Regions from separate parts of the Drosophila melanogaster genome. Here region 1 is linked to region 2. A link is a contact called in public Hi-C data. All regions are on one chromosome and are shown on one strand. The core of a region is the stretch at or near the end of the contact, and the rest is flanking DNA. Distances in the headings are between cores, read along the strand shown. Region 1 holds the start of Poc1 (Proteome of centrioles 1). Region 2 holds the start of Syx13 (Syntaxin 13).

Region 1 (5,581 bases), core at 351-2,850, 350 kb before region 2:
TTGCCGAGCGGCTTTTAGATTACTCTGCCAAAGGGTTACATGTGCTATTTGGCAAAATTTGCAGTAATATTGTTGGCATATGTATTTAATGTCTTGGTAGCTGATACATATATATGCATTAAAAAATTGAAGAGCATATATTAAGATCAACATAGGTAAATTAAATATTTATATGTAATCTAATGACTTTATGAACTTATGAAAAATAAACCAATATCATCTGGAGAAGAGTATACATTCGAACCTAAAGATACCGGCACCTTCTTCATTATTTGGCCAAGGATTTTGGCTGGTCTTGAGGTTCTGGCGACTTTTCCCCCCTGGCACATTAGCTTAGTTTATTTGAAAGTGCAACAGTTTGTTGATAAAAAGCAGTTTGTTGAACCCTCGCCAGAGTTCGATTGGAGTGGATTGGAGTGGAGTGGACTGGAGTGGAGTGGCTCCCCTCAGGGAAGGGACACACGACAACGACCTTTTGTCTATGCGATCTGCGGGAATAAAAACATGGCCAGGGGTTGCAACATGTGTATCGGTCCTAACTGCATTTTGGCAAAGAACAGTTACGAGTTACGAGTAGCATGCTACAGGTGGAAATCGTGTGCTTGTCACACTAATTTCTCAAAGTTCGAGCCCAGTTCGCAGTTCTCGATTGGGTCGGTGGTTTCGTTTGTAGTCCGCTCCTTTGGCCGTTGCACTTTCACAGTTGCACTCCTGTCACATTTCGTTGTTTAATTTGATGTCAGTTTTTAGACCTGTACCGGGGTCCATTGCCCGACATGCTGGCGAACGCATAATTAGCCGATAGAGATAGCAGCAGCAGCAGTAGCTGCAGAAAGGAGCCATTGAACTTGGCCAAAACCCAGCGGAGGATCATTAGAGAAGTTTACTGAACGGCAGCAGGTTGAAGTTGAATGAACTAGCCCAGAGTTCGACGGTCAGGAGAAAGGATAATGACAGCACAGGTAGGGACCACTCAGGTCTAATACATCTGCTGTTCCCCACAGGAGACATATGTTCGAGGATCGCCTAGAAGTGATGAGTTCCCATCAGCAACCTGTTGCAGAAATCACTGTTTGAAAATGACAACATAGATTTATACATGATTTTTGGTTTGATTATGTTATAGTATAACAACCAGACATGCGCAAAAATCAAGACATACATTATTTTTCTATGGTTTCTATGCATTAGAAATATGCATAGAAATAAAGTACATATAGAAATACAAAAATAGATGCTTGAAAAAAGTTTTAAAGTTTAGTTTAAAAGTTTTAAAGATTTAGTCTGCTTAAATCAAGCCATATCTTAAGATTATTTAAATAGTAAGCCAAACCATCTATTCCTAGAAACACTTTTAAAAAATTTAATATTTTAAAACGAAGTTTGAAGTCTTAAAATAAATTCTAATAATTTCTAATAAATGTTTATTTAAATGCAAAAACTTTGGCGCCAATTTAATGTCAGGGCGCTGTTAACTTACTCTGTAATGAAGTATATCTTCATCAATAGATGGCGCTTTAACATCTGTCATTCAGTATATTTATCGGGCAACTTGGTATATCTCAGTAATCGAAATACGGTTACACTGGGCCTACGCGATTCAAATTCCGATAACCGATCATTTCAAATAACGCGTCCAAAAATCGACGACGCAATTTTCTCATTTAAACTTCAGCGTCAAAGCAATACTGATTTGTCAAAAATTCCCATCACAAGTCTAAATTAAAGACAAGATGCAAGGACTGTTCAGGGATCCGGCACTGGAGCGCCACTTCACTGGCCACTCGGGCGGCATCACACAGCTGCGCTTTGGTCCCGATGGCGCCCAGATCGCCACCTCGTCCACGGACTCAACGGTGATCCTGTGGAATCTCAACCAGGCGGCCCGCTGCATTCGCTTTGCGTCGCACTCGGCGCCGGTGAACGGTGTGGCCTGGTCGCCAAAGGGCAACCTGGTGGCCTCCGCCGGACACGATCGCACCGTAAAGATCTGGGAGCCCAAGTTGCGTGGCGTTTCCGGGGAGTTTGTGGCCCACAGCAAGGCGGTGCGCAGCGTAGACTTCGACTCCACCGGTCACTTGATGCTCACCGCCTCCGATGACAAGTCGGCGAAGATATGGCGCGTTGCCAGGCGGCAGTTTGTGTCTTCGTTTGCACAGCAAAACAACTGGGTGCGCAGCGCCAAGTTCAGTCCCAATGGCAAACTGGTGGCCACCGCCAGCGATGACAAGTCGGTGAGGATCTACGATGTGGACAGCGGCGAGTGCGTGCGCACCTTCACCGAGGAACGAGCCGCTCCACGGCAACTGGCCTGGCATCCGTGGGGCAATATGTTGGCCGTCGCCCTCGGCTGTAACCGCATCAAAATCTTTGACGTTTCCGGCAGCCAGCTGTTGCAGCTTTACGTGGTGCACTCGGCGCCGGTCAACGATGTGGCCTTTCATCCCAGCGGACACTTCCTGCTCTCCGGAAGTGACGACCGCACCATCCGCATCCTAGACCTGCTGGAGGGAAGACCCATCTACACTTTGACGGGCCACACTGATGCGGTGAATGCGGTGGCATTCAGTCGCGATGGCGACAAATTTGCTACCGGTGGCAGTGATCGCCAGGTGAGTTTCTGTTTCTTAATAAAGGTATGAAGATAATTTTACTCCTTGATTTCTGTTTCGCTTGCAGCTCCTGGTCTGGCAGTCGAACCTACACACCTATGATGCTTCGCAGTTTGAAGCCAAGTCTGCGCTGGCTTCCTCCAGTTGCGAAAGCAGTGGCGTTTCCTCCAAACAGAGCGAAGGCAGTTCGACATCCAAGTCCAATGACCTTAGTATCCGCATTGATCCGCGCCAATCGCTGGCCTATCAGCTCTCGGAAGAAAACTTTCAGGTGCTCGACAGTAAACATTCGACGCAGCCGGAGAAGGTGCTCGGTCACGGCATGGACTTCAAACAGCATAGCTCCAGTCCGCGCTTCTTTTAACCAACACGTTCAGTAGCCTTTGCCGCACATAACCAGCCGAACATTCCGCAGGTACTGGATGTGTCCATCGAATCTGGGTCGGACTTGTGCTCCTGTTCCGCGCGGCTGGACGAGATCAGCAAACTATTGGACTCGATCGATGAGCGTGTGCGACGATTGGAGGGCATATACTCTTTATAGCCTTCTAAGCTCCCTAAAATACAATTAAACGTAGTTAAAATTAATGTACCAATCATAATTAATAGCGATCCTTGATAATTAAATTGTGAAATTATTAAATATATCTGCTCCACTGTATGACGCATTTTATAAAAAGCAATTGAACAATTTTAGATCCATCACTATGAATTTTATTTTGCAATTTAAAATTAAAATGATTGCTGTAAATACCCTTTTTCGTTTAAATATATTTATTTTTATAAAATATTCAAAGGGGTTCCGATGGCTCATACCCCTAAAAAGAAAATGGTAAAGATCTTACTCTCTAAATATGTTTATTTAATAACAATCGTGTTCAAATTAACTTTATTTGGATATTTTGAATTCATTTAAATGCCTAAACAAGATTTTAAATACTGAGAGCACACTCGAATTTATAATATATATAAGAATAAAAGTAATAAACAATTTTTACATAGAAACAAAATTATTTTTCAAAATAATTTATTTAAAATTGAATCTTCATTTAAAAACGGAATGGGTTGAGTCTTCGTTGAACTAAAAGCCAGGTTGCCATACATTTGACACATTAACATTTGGTATTTTCAAACACTAGTCAACGGCATCACTGGCTCATATAAATAAACAAAACCCGCCGGAGAAAGTGGCGATAAACAGCGCCCATAAAACGTCAAGATGCGTGACTGGATGCCAGTGCTCTTCTGCGGACTGTCCGTGCCGATCTCGCTGTTCATGTGGCTGGGCAATGTGGCGCTGTCCAAGTTCTGGAGCAGTGACTTTGAGGGTGAGCTATATGGATTCCAGTGCGAACGTTACCTGGGGTCAACTAATGCCAAAAGGTTATCCGACAGAGTCCCGGGTGATTCCGCCGGTGCGCTGGCTCTTCTCCACACTGGCGCCCTTGGCCCTGATGACTGTGGCTCTGCGCCGGAGGAGCGTCAACCGATCTGGAGCTGCGCTGGGCATTCTGGTGGCCTTCATTCTCTCCATCGCCAGCCATCCGTTCTTCGCCAGCTTGGTGGTGTTCTTCTTCAGCTCATCGCGGGCCACCAAGTTCCGCGCGCACATGAAACGCCGTTTCGAGAGCGATTTTCGCGAGGGCGAAGGCCAACGAAACTGGATACAGGTACTCTGCAACGGAGGCATGGCCGCCCAGCTTGCATTGCTTTATCTGCTGGACTGCGGTAGTGGCGAGCGGGCGGTGGACTTCGCACGAGAATACCGATCCAGCTGGCTGGGTGTGGCCGTTATGAGTGCGTTTGCCTGTTGCAATGGCGACACCTGGTCCAGTGAACTAGGATCCGTGCTGTCGCAACGCGATCCAGTTTCTATCATCACCTGGCGCAGAGTGCCGCGCGGTACCAATGGTGGGGTTTCGTTGCTCGGCGTCGCGGTGAGTCTGCTCGGCGGTCTGCTCGTCGGCTTTGGCTATTTCGTCACCGTTCGTTACACGGTTGAGGCCAAAATGCTTCTGATTAGCCCACCACAATGGCCAATCATCGCCTTCGGTGGCATCGCTGGACTTTTTGGGTCCCTTTTGGACTCTGTCCTAGGTGGTCTGCTGCAGTTCTCGGGCATCAATGAGGAAGGCAAGATTGTGGATACACCTGGAAAGGGAGTGCGCCACGTAAGCGGACTGCGCATCCTGGACAACCATAGTGTCAACCTGATTTCCAGCATCGTCACCGGCGTCACCATTCCTCTCCTGGCCCAGAGATTCTGGCCCGTGCGCTAATGCTGTTTTGGATTAGGATTAGCTGCATTCAATAGCTAAAAATGTCAAAGGCTGCCTCACAAGATTGAATTCCGTGTTAAACATAAACCCATCCTCATAAAGCCTTTTAGACAGGTATATATGTACAATTGTTAACCATTTATAATTTCATAACGCCGGTGAAATACCCTCCATAGATATATTTTTATGAAGCTTACATATCGCCTAGCGAACTAACCAACCTATGAGACTCGATGAAAACAACGATTGGGCACCGAATAGCCAAGGCAGTTAGATTATATTTACTCTAAGGTAGCTAACCATGTTCCTTTACGGATTATGACGTTGTTGTTACTGTGACTGTTCACCTCCATTTTGTGTATTAACTCTACTAAACACGAACCGTACATGTGGATCTATTGTCATTGTCTCGAAATTCTCGTACGTGACGGAATACATTTTCTGATTTGGTTATGTATATTCTTATGGCGTCATCTCAAGTTGTTTTCAACAATTTGGAGATCAATGATTGGTTCCCGCTGGAATAATTTTAGCAGACCTCGCTCCAAATCGAATGTTTTGCTTATTGCACAAGCAATTGCTGTTGTGGTGATTAAAATATTCATGAAATTTCTATAACACAATTCGAAATTTTTGAATTTGAGGTAATAGAATAGAATTAAGTTCTTCAACTGAGGGTTTTAAAAATAT
Region 2 (5,718 bases), core at 1,881-4,380:
TTCCTTTGGGTTCCAATCGATGCTATAACAAAGGAAATAGTTTTAGAAATGTTTTACTATACAATATGCAGGTCATTTGGTTATCAACAGAGTACTTATGCCTAGAGTAAGCTATTCCGCGGACTTGGCGGTACTGGCCGCCGCAGCCGCCTTCGCCTGGGAGGCGTGGTGCTTGGCCACCGCCTCCTGGGCCTTGCTCAACTGGATGTAGCCCTCGTGGGCGCGGGAGCGCAGTTCGCTCTCCACGCTCTTGTTGACCGACTTCGAAATAACGGACTTGATCTTCTGCGTCTCATTGAACTTGGCCTTTTTCGCCTGAATTGGCGCATCTGTAAATTAATAAAACAAAAACATAGAATTTGGAGAAGATTGTTAAGCATGTGGGTAATCACTTGATCGACGGGTGAAAGCAGCTTGCTTTTGGTTCTTCTTTTTCTGTATCGCTGCTGGTAGCTTGGCCTTCTTGAATTTTCCCTGTGGCATCTTTACAAATGACAAATTTTTATCAAGAAAACGAAATATAAATGTTTTGCTGTGCAGCACGTTGTTTTGGTTTTGCCCCACACCGATAAGTCTATCGATTACGTCCTATCAATTTAAGCGGACTGCCAACCTATTGCATCCTCTTTGAGCCACTTGGCGCGCTTTTCAAATCACTCAAATTGGTTTGTTCGGTTTATTTTATTTTCGATTGCTGGCTCACTTATATATAACTTGTAACATATATCAAAAGGGAATACTAAAGCCGCAGACGGCTTCAGCAATCCGCCTTCCGCTTTCTCGAAACTAAACACAAAAATTTTACAAATTTCAATGCAAAACTCAGATTGCTCGCGATAATCGTTTTTAACAAGAAATAATTAACATTTAAAAGCGCTGAATATTGTTTATATGCAAGTTAAGTGGGATTCAGTATCCTTATTTACTTATGTATATATATGTAGATATATATGTATAATTATAAATATGGTATTTGTTTTTATTTTTTGCTTTAGCTTTTCCTCTACATTCTTGTTGTCTTTGCTCACTTGGTGATTAAACAGAGTTCTCAACGATCGAATATTTTGTTTCTTATAAAAATCGTTTTACAAAAATCTATGCGTGTGTGTGTGTGTGGGTTGTGTATGTTTGCGTGTGTTTGTTGAATATGGGCGTAAAAATAAAACAATTAACTGTTCAGTTTGGCAACGATAACGCCAGTTACGATTAAACCTATTATCACAGCGATCACCAGGAGTATCAAGATCTTGCGCCGGTAGCTCTGGCGACTCCTGGCCGCCTTGGCCAGTTCCGAGGTGCCATCCTCAACGTTGGCGGCCGTCTGCTCAATACTGTTCTCGATGAAATCTGGAAAGAAATTGAGATTTGCTTAGAAAGTGTAATCAAAAACAAGTACAAAAACCTTCCATCAAGCAAGCACCTAGAAATTTTCAAAACTATTACTAATAAGGAGTGAAAAATTTTGGATATTTAAACCTGTAATAGCAGTCAGTAAATATTTTATAATATTTGCTTGCTCTTATCAGTTTCTTCTTATTTTTGTAAGACCCGAAATAATTGATTACTGTTCAAATAAACAGGAAGTTAAATTAAACGATATGATAAGCGTATGCACACATTACTTGCCAAATGACACGGGTTTTCATAAAAGATATGGAAAATTAAAACGTCTAAGTCGTTGTTGATAATTCCAATCAATTTCGAAATGTGCATTGTTATTGAAGCAAAGTCAATGATTCATAATTTCTTGCACATGTTTACTTATCAACTCATTTGAGAGATTTGCTATGCAACCTTTAAGCAACTGATAAGCTCTGAATATTTTGTTTTACCAATGGATTTCTCCATTTGGACGCTATTAAATATGTGGAACTGCGTGCATTTGGGTCGTAAAGTGAGAGCCCTAATTACGGCTTGTGGTTTCTCGATTTGCGGTCGTTGAGCCCCACTTGGATGGAGATTACTCACCCATCTGCTGCCCCTGATCGTGCACCAGTCCACTCAGCTGGGTCATGATCTGGTTGACATCGATGATGTCCGACTCTATTTGCTCGACCTGCCGCCGCCGATCGTCGAGCATGTCGTGCTCCTGCTGGAGATGGGCCTGCTCCAAGCGCTGTTGCTGCAGCAGCTCAGCACGGGCGTTGGTCTCCACCACCTGATCGGCAAATTGCTGCGCCTGCTGCAGGGTCTGCCGCATGGCCGATGAGATGCGTCGCTGCAGATTGGAGTACTTCTCCACCACGCCATGGAACTCCCGGGTGAGCTTCTCCAGCTGCAGCTTCTGCTGGCGATCTCCGTGCCGCACAACGGCCTGTAGCCTCTGCAAGTCCTGACTGGTGGTCTGCACCCGGGCATTGCACTTGGTGTTGATGGTGTGCACCTTCTCCCGCAGATTTGGCTGCTCCTTGGATGTGCCAATCAGTTTCAGCTGCTTCTCCAACTGCTTGGTGCTGCTGTGGATGGCAGTGATGTTGTGGCCAATGTCCTCACTAAGAGACATGAATTCCGTCGGACTGAAGCCGGACGAACCGCCGGCTGCCGCAAAGCTCACTTCGGGCGTTGAATCGGCCATCGCACCATAGTCCCGATGGGGGCCACCGCCTCCTCCGTTGCCACCGGGATTGTTCAAGGCCTTGGACATATCTGTAAGTGCATATGTATCGCTGTGAGTTCAAAGCAGGGGTCTTGCTAAATAGGCCGACATTTAATACCACTCGCGAGCAAACAGACAAATCCCTACAAATGATTCACATGCATTGTTGTTCTTGTTGTTCTTGCTGCTGCTGTTGTTGTTGTTGTCGCCAACTTATCAACATATGATGTTCGCCCGTGTGCGTATGTGTCGGTGTGCATCGGTGTGTGCAGCGCATCGTTGTATGGGTGGCCAGCATTTTCGTGTTTTCTTCTTCGCATATGATTTGCTTTTGGGGGCGGGGGCTCTGCTAGGGCTTCCGCCCAGCGGCGGAATGCGCCACCGGGATGGTCGGGTACTTACTTCGAAGCGAGTTCTGATCCGGGGACGCACAATGTTCGCGCACAAAGCCTTTCACCACACGAAATACAATGATAATTCTCTGCAGCAGAAGCAGCAGCCCACTGAGCAGTGTGACCGGAGCTTTCGCAGCGGCCGTTCTATCGATGCTGGGGGCGGGTTATCGATTATTTGGGCGCCAACTCCAGCCCCCACGCACCACAGAGGGGTTAAAACTCACCCCCCCCCCCCCCGTAAAATAAATGAATTCCTTTTTTCAATAATCTATTGCCCTTTTTTTATGATATGAATGAAATAAGTGAGATGAAGACGTAAACAAGAATAACACAATCATCATCATAAATTGAAATTTAAGTCCTCATTAAAATCTGCTTTTGAAATATTTACTTAACAAACGCAACTTTTGAATTCGTGTCATAGATAAAACTAGTCTTTCAAGCTCTGAAATGTCAATTTTGAGGGTAGTTTTACTTTACGTCCAGTTCTAAGGCATTGTGAATTGATTTTAAAGTTCCTATAAAGTCACGTTTGAATAGCTTTAAGTCACGTCACACATGTCCCATGTTTTTTTTTTTACACATTTCAAAGCAAACATCTGATTCTTTAAACTCTTGGCCAACAAATAGATCAACCACTTCCATTGCAAAAGAAAACACATGTGTTACGTTCTCGGCTTGTAATTCCGTAGCTAAACGTACAGAGTGTTATGCTAAAAGGTAAAAGTCCTTAAACTCCTGCGCCTTAGTGGGTCTTGGCGGCCAGACGCTTGTCGCGCTCCTCCGCAATGCTCAGCTTGACACCCTTGCCCTTAGGCAGGGAGATGTAGGGCTTGTTGCCCTTGCCAATGATGAACACGTTGGTCAAACGGGTGGCGAACACATGACCTTGCGAGTCCTTAATGTGCACAATGTCGAAGGAACCGGGATGACGCTCACGGTTGACAACGGTGCCGACACGTCCCAAATTCCTGCCTCCGGTGATCATGCAGAGGTTGCCTGTGGAGACGGAGAAATATACCAGTTAGTTGGAATCATACGACTTGGTTAATAATATTGGGCGACTGTCATTGCACGTAAAAGTTACTGAAGCGACTTTGGAATGCCGCATCAGAGACCGTCGTGACAAAAATTGCTTTTGGCTTATTGTTTTTGAACCACGCAACTTTCGAGGAGCGTTTTGTGGTCTTCGAACCAGCCAATGAACACGATGATCTACGATAGCGGATGCTTACCAGAATCGAACTTAATGTAGTCGGTGATCTTGCCAGAGGCAATGTCCACCTGCACGGAATCGTTGGCGTGGATCAGGGGATCCGGGTAGCGGATGGTGCGACCGTCGTGTGTAACCAGGAAAGGAACTCCCTTGGCTCCCAGCTGGGTCTTCTTGACCTTGCACAACTTGTACTGCAAAAGAAGCAAAGAAAATGTGGGTTAATTTTAAGACGTTTTATTTCTACACAATTGCACTACCACTTTCATTTAATTGCATTGTAATTGCACGTAAAAGTTACTCAGACGACTGTGGAATGCCGAATCAGAGACCGTCGTATCAAAAATTGCTTTGGGCTTCGATTTGAACCAATAGACACATGGCAACAAGCGGAAATCGGTCTTCGACGTAGCCCACAGAATTACAATATAATGCTTTATACTCCTTGGTTTCTTTTGTAATTGCACGTAAAAGTTACTGAATCAACTGGGATTTGTCGAATCAGAGACCGTCGTATCAAAAATTGCTTTGGGCTTCGTTTTGAACCAATCGGCGCACTATTCTACACGCAAAACGGTCTTCGACAAAGCCCTTTCGATATTTAAGTTAATTACTTTCGGTAATTAGCATAAAGATTGATTTTGTATTCCAAAATAGGTGAACTATTTATGTTTTAAAGATGAAGTTAGATGAATCTAATTCAAGTGCTCTTGCATGAAAAGAATTCCTAGTTGAGGATGAAACCTCAGTTAATAATTTTAGATTTTAACTCCATGGTTGGAAAGCGGGAACCTCTGGAAGCACAGACTAGATAACTCACCTTGGCCTCCTCGGCGGAGATGCGGTGGATGACGAAGCGTCCCTTCACGTCGTAGACCAGACGGAAGAACTCACCGGTCTTCTCGAGGGTGATGACATCTAAAAAACGGGCAATGGAGCCCATTAGTATGGAGCACATTTGAAGCACACTCTTGCCGAGCACACAACTCACCCATGTAGCCAGCGGGATAGGTGGGGTCGGTGCGGACCTTTCCATCGACCTTAACCAGGCGCTGCATGACGATCTTGGTGACCTCGGCGCCATTGAGGGCGTACTTCAAGCGGTTTCTCAAGAAGATCAGCAGGGGCAGCGACTCACGGAGCTTGTGTGGACCGGTCGAGGGACGCGGGGCGAAGACGCCTCCCAGCTTGTCCAACATCCATGCCTTGGGGGCGGCTAAACGCTTCAAATGCTTCTTGGGGCCACGAGCCTGCAAAGTGTAAGTGGGTTTTAGCCGTTAGTCAGGTATTCCAAAGGCAAAGACAAACAATCGTGACCATATCTCCACCACCAACAGATACTCACCATGTTTGATTCACTATATTGAACGGGCGATCACTGCAAATAGAACAATCAAACGTTAGTTTTGTGCCAGCATTCGCTCGCCACTGCCAGTGCCGCATCCGTGGCCAGCAAATCCCCAATGCCGGGCCTTCCATTGACAAAACTTAGCACGTGGCTAGCTGCAAAAAAT

The links. Hi-C and Micro-C count contacts between places; a contact is called where the count stands out from the background.
Region 1: a contact with region 2 is called in a Hi-C map of the Kc167 cell line, with 3 times the contacts expected there. A contact is called at or near these places in 17 of 107 Hi-C or Micro-C datasets (the D17-c3 cell line, the Kc167 cell line, the ML-DmBG3-c2 cell line and 6 more) and 1 of 7 datasets of targeted methods (the Kc167 cell line).

Annotation. Positions count from the first base shown.
Region 1 is chr3L:13,386,025-13,391,605 of dm6, reverse strand. It overlaps Poc1 (Proteome of centrioles 1), which reads left to right and starts at 1,600. Exons shown (of 2, transcript NM_140383.2): 1 at 1,600-2,612; 2 at 2,680-3,307. The coding sequence starts at 1,734. The coding sequence ends at 2,976. CG10171 reads left to right here and starts at 3,699. Exons shown (of 3, transcript NM_168542.3): 1 at 3,699-3,940; 2 at 3,996-5,005; 3 at 5,068-5,581. The coding sequence starts at 3,832. The coding sequence ends at 4,891.
Region 2 is chr3L:13,041,846-13,047,563 of dm6, reverse strand. Syx13 (Syntaxin 13) reads right to left here and starts at 3,130. Exons shown (of 3, transcript NM_079330.3): 1 at 2,999-3,130; 2 at 1,969-2,646; 3 at 670-1,347. The coding sequence starts at 2,644. The coding sequence ends at 1,169. RpS4 (Ribosomal protein S4) reads right to left here. Exons shown (of 6, transcript NM_001300126.1): 2 at 5,550-5,582; 3 at 5,196-5,454; 4 at 5,025-5,122; 5 at 4,227-4,398; 6 at 3,330-3,990. The coding sequence starts at 5,552. The coding sequence ends at 3,737. It overlaps snoRNA:Psi28S-3327c (a small nucleolar RNA gene), which reads right to left and starts at 4,193; the gene lies at 4,054-4,193. CG11279 reads right to left here and starts at 587. Exons shown (of 2, transcript NM_001300127.1): 1 at 393-587; 2 at 1-329. The coding sequence starts at 483. The coding sequence ends at 112. It also overlaps snoRNA:Psi28S-3327a and snoRNA:Psi28S-3327b.